Linked DNA regions of Mus musculus: regions 2 and 3 are each linked to region 1. Evidence: chromatin contacts called from public Hi-C and Micro-C data. All regions are on one chromosome and are shown on one strand. The core of a region is the stretch at or near the end of the contact, and the rest is flanking DNA. Distances in the headings are between cores, read along the strand shown.

Evidence for each region. A called contact is a pair of places that touch in the nucleus more often than the background predicts.
Region 2: a contact with region 1 is called in a Hi-C map of differentiating embryonic stem cells, with 5 times the contacts expected there. The contact joins the enhancer-like site here to the promoter of Tmem220 in region 1. A contact is called at or near these places in 1 of 39 promoter capture datasets (embryonic stem cells), 2 of 484 Hi-C or Micro-C datasets (differentiating embryonic stem cells and embryonic stem cells) and 5 of 115 datasets of contacts at active chromatin or transcription factors (embryonic stem cells and epiblast stem cells).
Region 3: a Micro-C map of embryonic stem cells shows a contact between it and region 1, with 5 times the contacts expected there. The contact joins the promoter of Shisa6 here to the promoter of Tmem220 in region 1. A contact is called at or near these places in 1 of 39 promoter capture datasets (embryonic stem cells), 1 of 15 datasets of contacts at CTCF or cohesin (stem cell-derived epiblast-like cells), 11 of 484 Hi-C or Micro-C datasets (cortical neurons and embryonic stem cells), 9 of 115 datasets of contacts at active chromatin or transcription factors (astrocytes, embryonic stem cells and epiblast stem cells) and 1 of 9 other capture datasets (embryonic stem cells).

The regions. Positions count from the first base shown.
Region 1 is chr11:67,023,207-67,027,823 of GRCm38.p6, reverse strand. Tmem220 (transmembrane protein 220) reads right to left here and starts at 2,670. Exons shown (of 6, transcript NM_001291042.1): 1 at 2,553-2,670; 2 at 1,886-1,915. The coding sequence starts at 2,645.
Region 2 is chr11:66,566,493-66,571,063 of GRCm38.p6, reverse strand. No RefSeq gene overlaps it. Among named protein-coding and RNA genes, the nearest start is that of Gm40028, 22 kb to the right of the region's middle. Within about 2 kb of position 2,448, at least 22 of the 459 cell types and tissues checked have an H3K27ac peak or open chromatin away from gene starts, as enhancers often do. A contact at or near this core is called in differentiating embryonic stem cells and epiblast stem cells, where this site is marked.
Region 3 is chr11:66,522,939-66,527,596 of GRCm38.p6, reverse strand. Shisa6 (shisa family member 6) reads left to right here and starts at 1,471. Exons shown (of 5, transcript NM_001034874.3): 1 at 1,471-2,288. The coding sequence starts at 1,633.

The DNA.
Region 1 (4,617 bases), core at 1,421-3,920:
GAAACATTTTGTCTGTAACTGGAGGGATGGAAGCCCAGGAGGAAACCTATCTCGCTCCTGCTTTGACTCCTCACGCATTGGGTATACTCCTCTGGGGCTTAGAGAGGTCTGCAGCTGCAGAAGCTATTCAATAAACATGAGGAAGGCTGAGAAGAGAAAGCCCTATTCCTTCATGCCACTCTTGACCACCAAGTGACCACCAGAGTTTCTTTCTTTCTTTCTTTCTTTCTTTCTTTCTTTCTTTCTTTCTTTCTTTCTTTCTTTCTTTAATTATGGAACGCTTCGTTTCTTACGTGATATGTTCTGTATTTCTATAACCTGTTGTTATAATCCACATCCCAGTATTTGCCTCTGTGATGCAAGTAGCCTCCATGAACAAGGTACAGCAGGGACTGTGGGAAGGAGCTGGGCGAAGACCTAGTTTCCAAAGTGCAGAAAGCAACATAGTACTGTTCATCTGTGCATCCATTCCTTCTGTACTTCCCTCGGGAGGATCTTTACGAGGAAACTTTATACAAGGCTCCTAAGAAGATGGAGACCATGTCCCTGTCCTTCTGGAAGCTGGCTGCCCAGAGCATCAGCCAAAGGAGTTATTGCTACAATAAGAGATCAGGAAGGATGGTCAGATCCTCCTGGAAAGAGGCAGAGCGACTGAGATGGCATCTGAGACAGTCCTGGGAGCCTGGGCACACAGCAGCAGGCAGGCTAGGGGCAAGGCCCATTTGCCATCATTTCTGGACTAGACTCCAAAGACAATGCTGGAAATGTGGGATGGGCCATGCTATGGTGGGGCTAAAGACCAAATGGAGGAGCTCCGACTTAGCTTGGGAAACAACAAAGGGTTTGAAAGCGGACAGTGTTGTAGAGGCAGAGGAGGCAGGAGGCAGATAGAAGAGTTATAAGGCTGTCTTCAGGGGAAGTAAGGGAGGGCTGAGTGGGAACGAGCAAAGGTAGGGTACTCAGGCACTGTGCATGTACCTATGCCTAGAATGGATGCTGCTGAATTCTTTTTTTACTTTTGACAGCATCTCAGGGCAGTGATGTTAAAGGCAACAGGTATTGAGTGAAGATGCCTAGTAGCTCTGCTGAGAACAGAAATTGCTGGGTCAGTCAGGAGGTGGACGAGGCTTAGGGAGGAGGTGTTCTGTGGGATCCCAGACAGGTTTCACAGAGCAGCATGGTGGTGCTGGTGGCTATTTGGAGCCATCTTTTAGAGAATCAACATGGAGCTTCCTGAGGGGATATATGAGATATGATTGTGAACTCAGGCTATGGAGCAAAATGCTGAGGAGGTCATCTAATTTGGGGAGAGGGGACTCTGGATAACAAGCAGTTTCAGGCCATGGTTCTACTGCACCAACATTCAAACCAGGCTAGAACTCAGCTCTGCATTCCTGGTGTTCTCACTCACTGCTCTCTATACAGTGAACACTGTCCCCAAACCCAAGAATGAGTTTCTCAGTGATACTGTGCAGTCTGCCTCCAAGACGGTCTATTGTTGTCTGAGAACAAAAGTCACAGATGGATATAACCGGCACACATCCTTGTTACGGCTGTCATAAAGGTTAGCATAATGTATGTCAAATGACTAGCATGTTGTAAGTCCTTAGCAAAGACAGGAGCTCTTACTGTCATGCCCGGTGTAGTCATGGGAAGTGGGAGTCGCTGGTATAAGCTCTCTCTGCAGAAAGACTTTCGTGTCTACAGAAAGTTCAGAATTCACATCTCCATCAGTTATATGATCAGAGTGATTTCCCCCTCCGATGCGAAAAATTAGGGACATGAGCTCACAGAGGTATTAATTTCTGGGTTTTAGACAAGAGTCCCAGGATCAGAGTGTAGTCGTGTCAAATGGAGGAACGTTTTGCAAGTAGCTCATACTCACCACCCACAACTCTGCATCTGGATCGTTTACCTAGAATGTCAAAACGTCAAGGTGTTAGCTCACATTAGATCCATGTATCCTCTGTCTGGTCTGGCCTTGTGTTTACTATTCATTGCGAAGAACTAGGCGCTACAATGGGCTCAGGGTACATAACACCATGAGCTAGTTTAGCAGTCTGCACATCCCGATGGCAGCAGGGACTCTCCTCTCGGTTGAACACAACAGGTAGATCTAACCACCCAGCCATGCATCTTTTGAAAATAACTGCTTGGGATTTCCTAAGAACTATTATAGTGTATATGAAAATCCTAGGTCCCAAGATACGAGGGCAGTCACCCTGAGGATGATCAGGAAGAGGTCTAGGAAGGGTAAGGATGCTGTCTATTCTATTTCCACTTTCCTCCCAGGCGCTAAAACCCATCTCACTGAGGCTGAAGATTCGAAAAGGTGTCAGAGCTGCGGTTCTGGGCCCCTTTCTAAGTGACCGGCTGCACAAACTTGCACGCGGGGCCGCTAGGTCAAGCTCTGAGTGCGTTGCCTAACTACACATATTCATCCATGTTCTTTCTGCTTGAAAGGACTCTGTGGGTCCCAATTCGGCTCCACCCTGAGAACTGGTCGCCCAGGCTTCGCGGTCCCTCTGCCAGCCCTCCTCAGCCCGCCTGACCTGCACCACAGCGGCCAGGGCGAAGAAAGCTGCCATGAGTGCGTTGCAGGCCCGCCACAAGCCGGGAGCCCAAGTAGCCACTGCTGGCGCCATGACCTGGAAGCCGGAGGAGCAGGACAGGCCCCAGAGGGGCGTGGCCAGAGGGCGAGGCTGGGCTAGCGGGGCGGTACCCAGGAGGGGCGGGGCGTAGTAGGTGGGGGAGGGACAAGGGGCAGGGCTCAGACAGCGGGAGCGGGGATACAAGGGCGAGGCGAGCCCTTCTTCCCTCCCCGCCCTCCTCAGGTCTAGAACGGTCTTGCGGCGCTCTCTAGTGGATAAAGTGTATCATTGGCATGTGCCTTTCTTTTCCCTTATTCTTTCTCTCATTAAAAAAGCAAATGAAGCCGGGCGTGGTGGCGCACGCCTTTAATCCCAGCACTCGGGAGGTAGAGGCAGGCCTGGTCTACAAAGTGAGTTCCAGGACAGCCAGGGCTACACAGAGAAACCCTGTCTCGAAAAAACAAAACAAAACAAACAAACAAACAAACAAACAAAGCAAATGAAAGAAACAAAACAAACACAACAGAACAAACCAGAAACGCAAATGAAGAAGAGAAAGGAAAAGAAAAAGGACGCGCTAGCGCGCGTGTTCTGGTTAGGTTTTGTTTTTGTTTTTGTTTTTCCGTTTTCTGTGAAAGGGTCCAGTGGCTGTCCTGGAACTCACTATATAAAACACACTAACTTCAAACTCACAGTCTGGTCTCATTTACACATTCATAGTCCTAAATAGTGCTGGAATTAGTATTTAAGTGCTTCTTTTTAAAGCTCCCGTGCTTCCAGAGGGAGGAAAACATTGCGACATTTCTGAAGTGAGTTCCAGAGGCAGCTCCCTTTACCTTCACGTGCTCTCATCATATAAGATATTTATTTATGTATTATACATATTTATATTTCTAACCCATCTGCAAAACCAACGTTTCCAACACTCATTTGCTATGCATTTCTTAGAAAGGGAAGACTTGGAAGTATTGGCAGCTCTCTGCTCACTTATTTCAGCCAGTTTCCTGTTGTGTAAGCTACGGAGTAGCTCTTCTTTGGGCTCATTTACACATGCATAGACCGAATCATTGTTATTCTAAATAGTCTTTGTCACCTCAAATCCTGCATTTTGGGTGCCTGACTGTTCTGCTTTCCTTTTAACTAAAAGAAGAAAAAGATCAACTTCTCAGAAGTGTTTTCCATTCAAGGGCAGCCTTTAGAGCAGCACTTCTCAACTTGTGGGTCGCGACCCCTTCGAGGGGGCCAAAGGACCCTTTCATAGAGTTCCCCTAAGACCACCAGAAAGCAGATTTGCATTATGATTTATAACAGTAGCAAGATTACAATTATGAATAGCAACAAAAATAATTTTATGGTTGAGGGCCACCTTTGTTGTGATCATAAAAAAAGAAAGAGCTATAAGAATATGTTCTGGCAGGGTGTGGGGAAGGAGATGTCTCCGTGGGTCCATGCCAAGGTATCCCTTCCCTCTGAGGGACCAGCCACACAACAGTATAGTATGGAATAGTTTATTTAGGGCGCAAGGAGGGGAGTAAAGAGGGCAGTAGAGGCAGGGAAAGGCAAAGAGAGAGAGGGTAGAGAAGTAGAGGTCGGCCATGACCACGTGGAGAGAAAGGAAGTGAATGGGGAGAAAGAGGGAGCAAGGGGCAAGAAGCAAGAGGCAAGAGAGTAAGAGAGTAAGAGAGAGAAGAGGGGCCAAGCAGCCCCTTTTATAGTGGGCCAGGCCTACCTGGCTGTTGCCAGGTAACTGTGGGGGTGGAGTCCAGACAGAATACCAACAACCATAACATGAGAAACTGTATTAAAGGGTCACAGCATTCAGAAGGTTGAGAATCTCTGGTTTAAACTGAAGGAACTCCTTGTTTGGGGAATATCATCTGCTGGGTGCCTGGCATAGCACAAGAATGGAATTCCTTCCTCAGAAAAGGGAACACCGGGGTGGGGGTGGGGGTGGGGAGCTGGAGAGATGGCTCAGCAGTTAAGGGCACTGATTGCTCTTCCAGAGGTCCTGAGTTCAATTCCTAGC
Region 2 (4,571 bases), core at 1,199-3,698, 460 kb after region 1:
CTAACAAAGTATTCTAACAAAGTATATAAGTATTAGACCCATATAGGCAAAGAAAGCAGACATATAATAACTAAACAAAGCTGATAGTGATCTGTGTTCCAAAGAATTAAAAGACCTTAAAAACAAGATGATTTTTGTGACTATTCTTGTTTGTTTTCTGTTGTGATAAAATGCTGACCAAAAACAACTCAAGGGCTGGGCTGTAGTGGCGCACGCCTTTCATCTCAGCACTCAGGAGGTAGAGGCAGGTGGATTTCTGAGTTCGAGGTCAGCCTGGTCTACAAAGTGAATTCCAGGACAGCCAGGGCTATACAGAGAAACCCTGTCTTGAAAAACCAACCAACCAAGCAAACAAAAACACAAAACAACAACAAAACGAAACAAAAAAACTCAAGGAAAAAAATTTATTGGCTTACAGGTAATAGGGCAGTATCAAGAGAAGCCAAAGCAGAAAGTCAGGGCAGGAACTGAAAGAGAGGCCGCGGAACAATGCTGCTTACTGACTTGCTCCCCATTGCTTGCTCAACCTGCCTTCCTACACAACGCAGGACCACCTGCTCAGGAATGATACAGCCCTCAGTGGACCGACCTCTCCTATATCAATTAACAATTAAGAAAATGCCCCACAGACATGCCAATCTGATGGCAGCAATTCCTCAATTGAGATTCCTCCTCCCACATATGTCTGGGTTTGTGTCAAGTTGACAAAGACTATGAAAGTCACCGAGGAATGCCACTTGTCAGAGAAGTGGTAATAGAAATGATAATATCAATATCTGTCATGTCTTGAAAAGGGCTCTAGGGTGTATGTAACTTGAGGGTATATAAGATTGGTTTTGAAATAATTTCCTACATGGAAAACCCAAATGAAGCTCTTACCAGCTTTAGTCGTGAAGTTATTATTGTAGAAACAAACAAGTATACAGGGAAACCTGAGTTGAATTTTACCTCTGAGACAGTAGGCAGGCATGTGGGGGACCTCTTTACTCCGTGGTTTGTTTGATGTTTATAGGAGACATTTTAGCTCCTGGAAGATAACTCAGAACAAAAGAAGCCATTGATGAGCAGGGCACAAAGTAAAGTCCATAATGTTAGCCCCAAAGAATCAAAGAGAAAGACCACCAATCACAGTCATCATGGCCAAATGGATTCAAGCAAGCAATTGATTAAAGAAGCTTTTTTATTCATATACATAGGTTGCCTCCCACTAACGCAGGGTTCCAGAGGTCATCTTTGGACCTGAGGAAGACAAGTTTTTTTTTTTTTAATAGCTTTGGGGTAGGGGATTTCCAAGTAGGGGATTGGTGAGCAAAGTCAGCAGGGTTACAGAAGAACAAGAGCAGAACAAGTTAGGCATAAGGATTTCCCGAAACAAAGATATGACTGCAAGATGGTCATAAGGTAGTCATTACAACAGGTAGTCATAACAACAGGTAGTCATAACAACAAGTAGTCATAACAACCTTTTGAAATAAAAGTCGGATTGCAAGGTGGTTATAACTTTTTGAAACAAAGACATGGGTGTTGTTTCTGGGACAGGCAGTACAGAACCAGTTGTCACTAAGGTTACATGTGAGCATATCCCAATCCTTTAGAAACAGAAGTTTAATCATAAACAGGAATGAAACTAGTTTGCCTTTGCTATAAGATGGCTTCTAAGCCTAAGATGGGGCAGACTGGTTAGCCAGTGCCAAGCTGAGTGAAGGTCTTACATCCTCTGCCGTTTCTGTGTACAACGCCAGCTTGTACTGCCTAGATTCTACCAGCTGTGAAACAAAGAATCAAGCACATGGTTCTGTCACCATCGCCCACCCTGCTCCTGGAACCACAGGCTATGTTGTGTGGACCATTAGCACTGGTATTCTTCATTCTATGAGGCATGAGGAGACTAACTGCTACTTCTTTTAAAGCTGGCATGTGGCTTTGGAAAGAGACCACAAAGCATTTTCCACACCATGTGGAGTCTTAGTTCTCTTTCTTTTAAATCCCCGCCCCCTTGAAAACTAAAGAGATCCCAAGTTTGTTTGTTTGTTTTTCGAGACAGGGTTTCTCTGTGTAGCCCTGGCTGTCCTGGAACTCACTCTGTAGACCAGGCTGGTCTGGAACTCAGAAATCCGCCTACCTCTGCCTCCCAAGCGCTGGGATTAACTGCGTGCGACACCACGCCCAGCTGAGATCCCAAATTTTAAATCTGACCTATCAGTAAGAGCACAAGAAGTACCACCCCCTTCCTATCTTCTGCTTTTCAAGTTTCTCTAACTCATTGCATATTAATTCACCTGGGTTTGAGTTATGTCCTAGACAAGGCAAGGCGAAGGGTAGGAGGTGATGACTTGAGCTTCAGTTTAGCTCAAGCCTCTCAGGAGTCCATTATCATAATAGATGCACCACCGTGAGAGGAAGCGGCAGAAGCTGGGGCTTCAGTCACTTTGGTCTGTAGGGGTGAATTCCAGGAGGTTCCCTAGCATCCACAACCCTGGCCAATGCAAAACAAGGGGGGATTAGAAGAGGGCTGGCATTGCGAACTTGCATGCCTGCCAACAATTCCACACAGTTGGGGTTGGAGGGGGGGGGCACTCTGCTGGAAACTAGCATTTCATTTGCAGCTTCATTTGCAGTAGAAAAGTTGCTATGTGTAATAATGTCAGCCACTGACAGTTGGGAATCAGTGGCTCCTGGAGCGAGCCACCACCACACAAGTAATTTTCACTTTGCAAGTCAGAATGACCCTGGGAGCTAGGTGCTGGAGTGGGAGGGGAGTGTGGGTGTCTGTTGGGGCAGGTTTGGGCAGAGTGTCCACAGGGCTTCTGATGGCTGTTTCTGGCCTGCAGTTCTTGCCACTTGCAAGCTCTTCACACCACAAACACATCACCTTTGTGGTTTGAGGAGCTCTCAGGAGCCTGCCCATCTCTCCTGGAGGCAGAAAGAGGAGAGGGAGGATTGGCAGGCAACGGAAAAATAGCAAGCGGAAGAGACAGCTGTATAAAGCATCAAATAGAACCTCAGGTGGCCCCAGGAGTGCAGCTATCTGTCTCAGATCCTCCACATGCCAGACAACAACCAGAGCTGTCACTGCTCTCTGGATGCAGATGGTCCAGGTGGATGAAGGTAGACAAGGAAGTCCTAGTAGACTTCCTTATGTTTCTCTAACTTTCTAAGCTTAGTTGCTCTAAGCCCGGAAGATGTGAGAGAGGAAATGGGATAGGAGAAGGTGGGCAGCGGGCGCGTGAGCATTCGATCAAGCCAAGGGGCAAAAAGGATGGAGAAGGAAAGCTTCTCCAACAACAAAGAAAACAACCACACAGATCTGCGGAAGGTATTCTTCGCAGAGAGCTAAATTCTCGAAAGTAATCATGATTACCGTCATTATCATAAACAAGTGAAATCCTAATTAACGTTGTAAAGGGCAGCATCCTGCGGATGGCTCAGAGATGCCCCGCCTCCCACCCACTTTTTGCTCCGGAAACCACAATGATGCCTCCCTTGTGAGTGAGTGCACAGTTTCTTCACTCCAGAGACCCTTGCTTTCGGGAGCTCAGGGAAGAAAGGGGAAGTGCTCAAGTAAAGGGCCTAAGAAGCTAGAAAGACGGCCTTGGGAGACTCAGTGTGGAACAATTCAGGGGATCTGAGGCTACACTTCAGAGAAGGTTCCTGAGCAATCACTCACTCTATTCTGAGGCTTCTACACTGCTCAGTCTGAGGGGGCTTCCGTAAGCCCGAAGGCTATGAATGGACTAGTTTACTTGTTCGCGGAAGACTTTCCTGCTTCTCTACTCTGTTTGATCACTTTCCAGGGGTGCTGCTGAGTTTACCATCAGCTCACCTGACTCCTTCGGACCCCTGAGTTTTTGACTCATCGTTTTTTCTCAGCATCAGCCTGGCCTCTTTTCCTCCCAGTTCTGCCCTGCAGGGGTTGTTGGGTCTAAATTTCTACTTTGTAGGATTTAGCACTCTGGGAGGAATACCTTCAGCAGACTGAACAAATCCCTTAACTGTTTCTCTTGTAGTTCACAGGAGGTCCAGAACAGCCCGCACTCACCAAACACAGGAAATGCCGGGCCATCCTCGCCTAAGGACGGGTCTGCTTTATTTAGAGTATGCTACAGAATCTGGAACGTTGGTGCTGGGGTTGTGTAACCCACTGAGGGACAATCGCTGCAAAGACAGATTTCAACCTTTGCAAAGAATTGACAAGCTTTAAAAAAAAAAAAAAAAGCCACGTAATTTTTTACCAAGGCCTGCAAGTCATATGTGATTGCTTGTAAAAAAAAAAATGGTAAAAATATTGTAAGGAAATCCAAATTCAGAATAAGCTAATCCTAGTGATTTAGATTAATACAATCATATCAGCATGTGGCATCGTGATGTTGACTGAAGAGCAAGGTGGATGCAAATCGGAGAACAATGAGAAAGAAAAAGCAGTGTAATTCAGAAACGCAGAGGAGAAACCAGACCAAATCTCTTGCAAGAACTGTGTGTGTGTGGAGAGGAGGGGGGGGGGGGGGGTTTAAAGCAGTTCTCTGGTTATAGATAGTATGCAAATGCCCCCCCCCCCAAGAAAGTCTATAAAC
Region 3 (4,658 bases), core at 222-2,721, 500 kb after region 1:
GGGCTGGCTGTTGCTCCTCTTCTCGGGTCTCCCACCTTCTCCACACAACACACAGCAAACTAAGACTCTGACTCCCCCTTGGGGTGGCCACATAGCTTAGAAAGCCAGACTCGTGGGTCTCCTTTCAGCCAGCCTGGTCTCACTCTGGTCACAAGGGACTCTCTAATCTGTCTCCTCCAGCAGCAACGACAGGAATGTAGGGCTTTCCAAAGAAATCTTTAAAACCCAGGTAGTTTTATTTATTTATTTCTTTTTATTTATTTTTTAACTCTCGTCTCAATGCTAGAAAAAAAGTTGGAGAAAGAGGGAATTCGAGGTGTCACCCAGAGCTGGAGCTATCTCACTCCTGCACGAGCGATGGAGGAGAAAGGAGCCTAAGTTCATCACACTAGGTGGCCCAACAGCCACTTGACCCCTGGCCTCAGTGTAGGAACCTGTAGCAATGGGCTTGACCTCTTATCTTGGCTGTGAACATCACCACTAGGGAGAGGCAGAGGCTTGCAGAAACCCCAACTTGCTTTCTGGTAGCGCAAAGACCAGGCTGAAGTAAAGCGGGGGAGTGAGGGAGGGTTAGAAATACTTGACCAGAGGGCTAGAAGGGCAATGTCAGAGTAGGTTTAACCCTGCCGCTGGCCGGCTCCAGAGGGCTCACTCTGGCCTTGCTCCGGGGTGAAGGTAGTGGGGGTGAGCTCCCTCTTTGCCATCTTAGTCGCTTAACTGGTGTCCCGGCGTTGGTGACGCGAAGCTTCGAGGCGGGGGGTGGGGAGGAGGGAGAGGAAGAGGCAAAGAGAAGTCCTGCCGTCCCCCAACCGGGCGCCCAGGCGTGGAAACGTGGGCGGCGGCGAGCGGCTGGCCTCCCTCCCCGCCCTCCCCGCGCGGCGCTCCCGCGTGTGCGGCTGTGTGAGTGCGTGTGTCTCCCTCTCTCCTATCGCACACGCTCCGGCACTAGTGCAGGCGGTTCCCGGCTCCGCTCACTCGCTCCGGTCGCTGCGCTCCCGCCTAGCCGCCGCCGCCGCTGCAGTCGCAGCCCGGCATGGTGAGTGACTGAGGTGCAGCCGCCGCGCACCCCGGCTGCCCGCCGGACCCCAGCCTCAGTCGGCAGCACCGTCCCCGGGCTCGGCGGCCCGGTGGCTTCCCCAGGGGTTCTCCACGCGTCCTCGGGCCACTGTCCCAGTCGGGACGCACTCCTCGAGGGCTGAGCGCTCCTTCTCCGCCCGGCTGCTCGCCGCTCTCCGCACCCCGTGACCGCTGCCCCGTCTCGTCCCGCAGGACCTGCCCGGACGGGACCACGCCGCCGCTGCCGCCGCCTCCGGGAGCCGCGCTTCGGGGCCGGCCTGAGCCGAGTCGCGCGGAGCCGCCGCTGCCGCGGGCGGGGGATGGGGCTGCCCGCTAGGCGCGCGGAGCCCGCAGGGGGAGCGCGGAGCCGGCGCGCAGCCTGAGAGCCCCGCGCAGCCCGCGCCCCGCCGCTCCGTGCGCTCCCGCCGCCGCCCGCGCCTCGATGGCGCCATCTCCCCGCCGCTGACCGGTCCGTCTCGCCTTTCCAGCCCGCCCGGCCGCCCTCGGAGCCCGGCCAGCCGCCGGGGCAGCGGCCTGCAGCCCGCGTCCGCCCGCGCCCTCCCGCCCGGCCCCGCCATGGCGCTGCGCCGCCTCCTGCTGCCGCCTCTGCTGCTGTCGCTGCTGCTGTCGCTCGCGTCCCTGCACCTGCCGCCCGGCGCAGACGCCGCCCGCGGCCGCTCCGGGAACCGGACCCTGAACGCGGGAGCCGTCGGAGGTCGGCGTGCTGGGGGCGCCCTGGCCCGAGGCGGCCGCGAACTAAACAGCACCGCCCGAGCGTCCGGCGTCCCGGAGGCGGGCAGCCGGCGGGGACAGTCCGCAGCAGCGGCAGCGGCGGCGGCGGCGGCGGCCAGCGCGACTGTTACTTACGAGACGTGCTGGGGCTACTACGACGTGAGCGGCCAGTACGACAAGGAGTTCGAGTGCAACAACAGCGAGAGCGGCTACCTGTACTGCTGCGGCACCTGCTACTATCGCTTCTGCTGCAAGAAGCGCCACGAGAAGCTGGACCAGCGCCAGTGCACCAACTACCAAAGCCCCGTATGGGTGCAGACGCCCAGCACCAAGGTAGTGTCGCCGGGGCCCGAGAACAAGTACGACCCGGAGAAGGACAAGACCAACTTCACCGTCTACATCACTTGCGGGGTGATCGCCTTCGTCATCGTGGCGGGCGTCTTCGCCAAGGTCTCCTATGACAAGGCCCACCGCCCTCCGCGAGAGATGAACATCCACAGGTGAGAGGCGCTACTGGGTGCCTGCCTTGGGTTCCCAGGCCTCGCGCCCCCCTTAACGGGCCTGGCCCTGTCCTCTTCGCGCGTACTACCTCTCCCCTTCTAAGTCACTTCCACAGTCGCTTCCTTTAGGAGCAGTAGGCTCTCCCGCATTCCGTAGGAAGCAGCTAGGTGTGCTTTTGGTTTTAGAAAGAATGGCAACACAAAGTACCAGTCTACGGAGTTCCTGATGTTCAAGGATAAGAATCTCACCAATAATCCCCAGGCTGTATTTCATGGTTCGTGGACACTTTACTATGGGCTGTACCATGCTTAGGTTTTTTGTTTTGTTTTTTTGTTTTTGAATTTATTTTAAAAACTGGCGTGCCACTTTAATATAAAGAGCAGAGCAGTGTGGGCACCTCACTGAAAAGAACAGCAAGCGGGTTAGTGTGAGCTGGGGGTGTTCCCAGGTGTTAAGTGCAGGATGGTATGGAAAGGGCAATTGCCTCTGCCTGGAAGAATGTTCCCCATTGCGTGTTGACAGAGCACAGAGGGTAGGTCTCCCAGTGGGGTGCTTGTCTTTCCTGATGAGACTGGAGGACTTCTCCCAAGGCAGACCTCCCTGAGTTCATGCTTCTGTAATGTTCAGGCCATCTTGTACTGCACACATGGTAAAGACAGTGTCTACTGTCCCCTTCCAAAATGTGTAACAGGAGTTGAAAACCTGATAGTCACAGTCCCACTCTGATTTCCTCCCACCCGTGTCTCTGGCTCCCCAGGGAGATCATTGGAAAGTCAAAGCCAAAGGGACAACAGGAGCCCAGCCTCTCCTTTCGGAACTGCACAGGCAGAGGATGCGAAATCAGCTGTGCTTCCAGCGTCCCCATGAAGATGAATGGTTGGATGTGGTTCCAATGAAAAGCCCTGCCCCAGGAAACACTTCCATTTCTGGCACACAGAGTGGGCACTGCCCTAGTTCCCAGGCCCAGCCCCCAGCCCACTGCTTGTGAGTTGACCCACCAAGGCTGGCCTGGTCCCTCCACCTTTTAGCTCATATCTGCACATTGCTTATTATCTCCGTGGCTTAAACCTCCTCCTGTCACTGCTCTGAACATTAATCACCCCTACCTTGCTGAAAAGAGGAAGGCAGGCAGAAATTTCTAGGCATGCTGGAAGAGCTGATTCTGCCTGCCTCTCCCACCCTGATCTGGTGGGTGTTGAGAGGAGATGTCAAGGACTAGACTTGGATGCACTCTAGAGGGAACATCCCTTCTTAACCCTTCATTACCTGACCTTGCCACCACAGTCTTCCTGTAGCTATTCCCAGCATGGGCTTACTCAGCATCCCTTTGAACTGGACTAGGCTTGTGAGCAACAGTCTGTGGTCTCCATGCCTTGCTATGTAGAAGATGGGCACTGTGAACAAACTAAGAGCAAGACACCACTTTTTAGGAGTTTGTTTGGTCTGGCAGTGAATTCTCGCTTGGCTCAGTTTGCAAAGCAAAGAATGGCTTAGAGGCAGGTGCCTTTCTGAAACAGATGTGCATTGTTTCTCGTGTGTTACCTCTGACCCAGGACTCGGGGACTCATCTCCTCTTTCCTGTCTCGACTCAGTAAGCCCACGTTGGCTCTCACCACTTTCTAGTTGATTCTCACGAACATCTCTTGGGGTTTCTCCCTGCCTCCTCCACTCCTCCCCTTCTCCTCCCCCATCCCCGCACTCTCCCTCCCCCTTTCTTCCTTATTCAGTTTGTTCATGACAGCCTACGTTGATAAGGTTGTAGTCTCAGAGATTAAAGTCTGAGATTGAATCCCTGTGAAAACTGGACATTGCCATGTGGTTTTGAAGAGGTTCTTGATGTTCCTCTCTTCTTCCCCACATAGTGTCTCTGTCCCACATGGAGGGGGCAGTTTCTAGGGTTGGGAGAAGGAGAGAGTGAACCCTGGGGGAAAGAGCTGAATTTCAGGCCTCAGATCATTATGGAAATAGGCAATGTTTCTCCCTCAAATTCACCCCCTGATTTCATTCAGTTCACAGCACCTCTCCAGCAGCTGCAGCCTCGCCTGGTGGGTGCTACGGAAACCATCACTCTGGTACTGGGTGTGTAGGGGACAATACTTATCAGTGTTTGTGAGCAGGTGGGGGCTGGGGATAGGAGGACACCAGGAGTGACCTTGAGTAGGTTAGGGAACTTCGTTTTTTAGTTCTGGCAAGACAGCATATCACCCGGACGTCTTCCTTCCAAGTGTGTCAGGATGCGTGCCCACATCGCTCTCACATGCTCCTCTGGGCAGGAGCGGGAGGGGGCTCATCTTCTTCTGCTTAGACCTCAGAAGTCACTGCTTACCCCACCCAGGTGGGGTTGGGGGCTGTGTAGTCTGTGTTGTTAG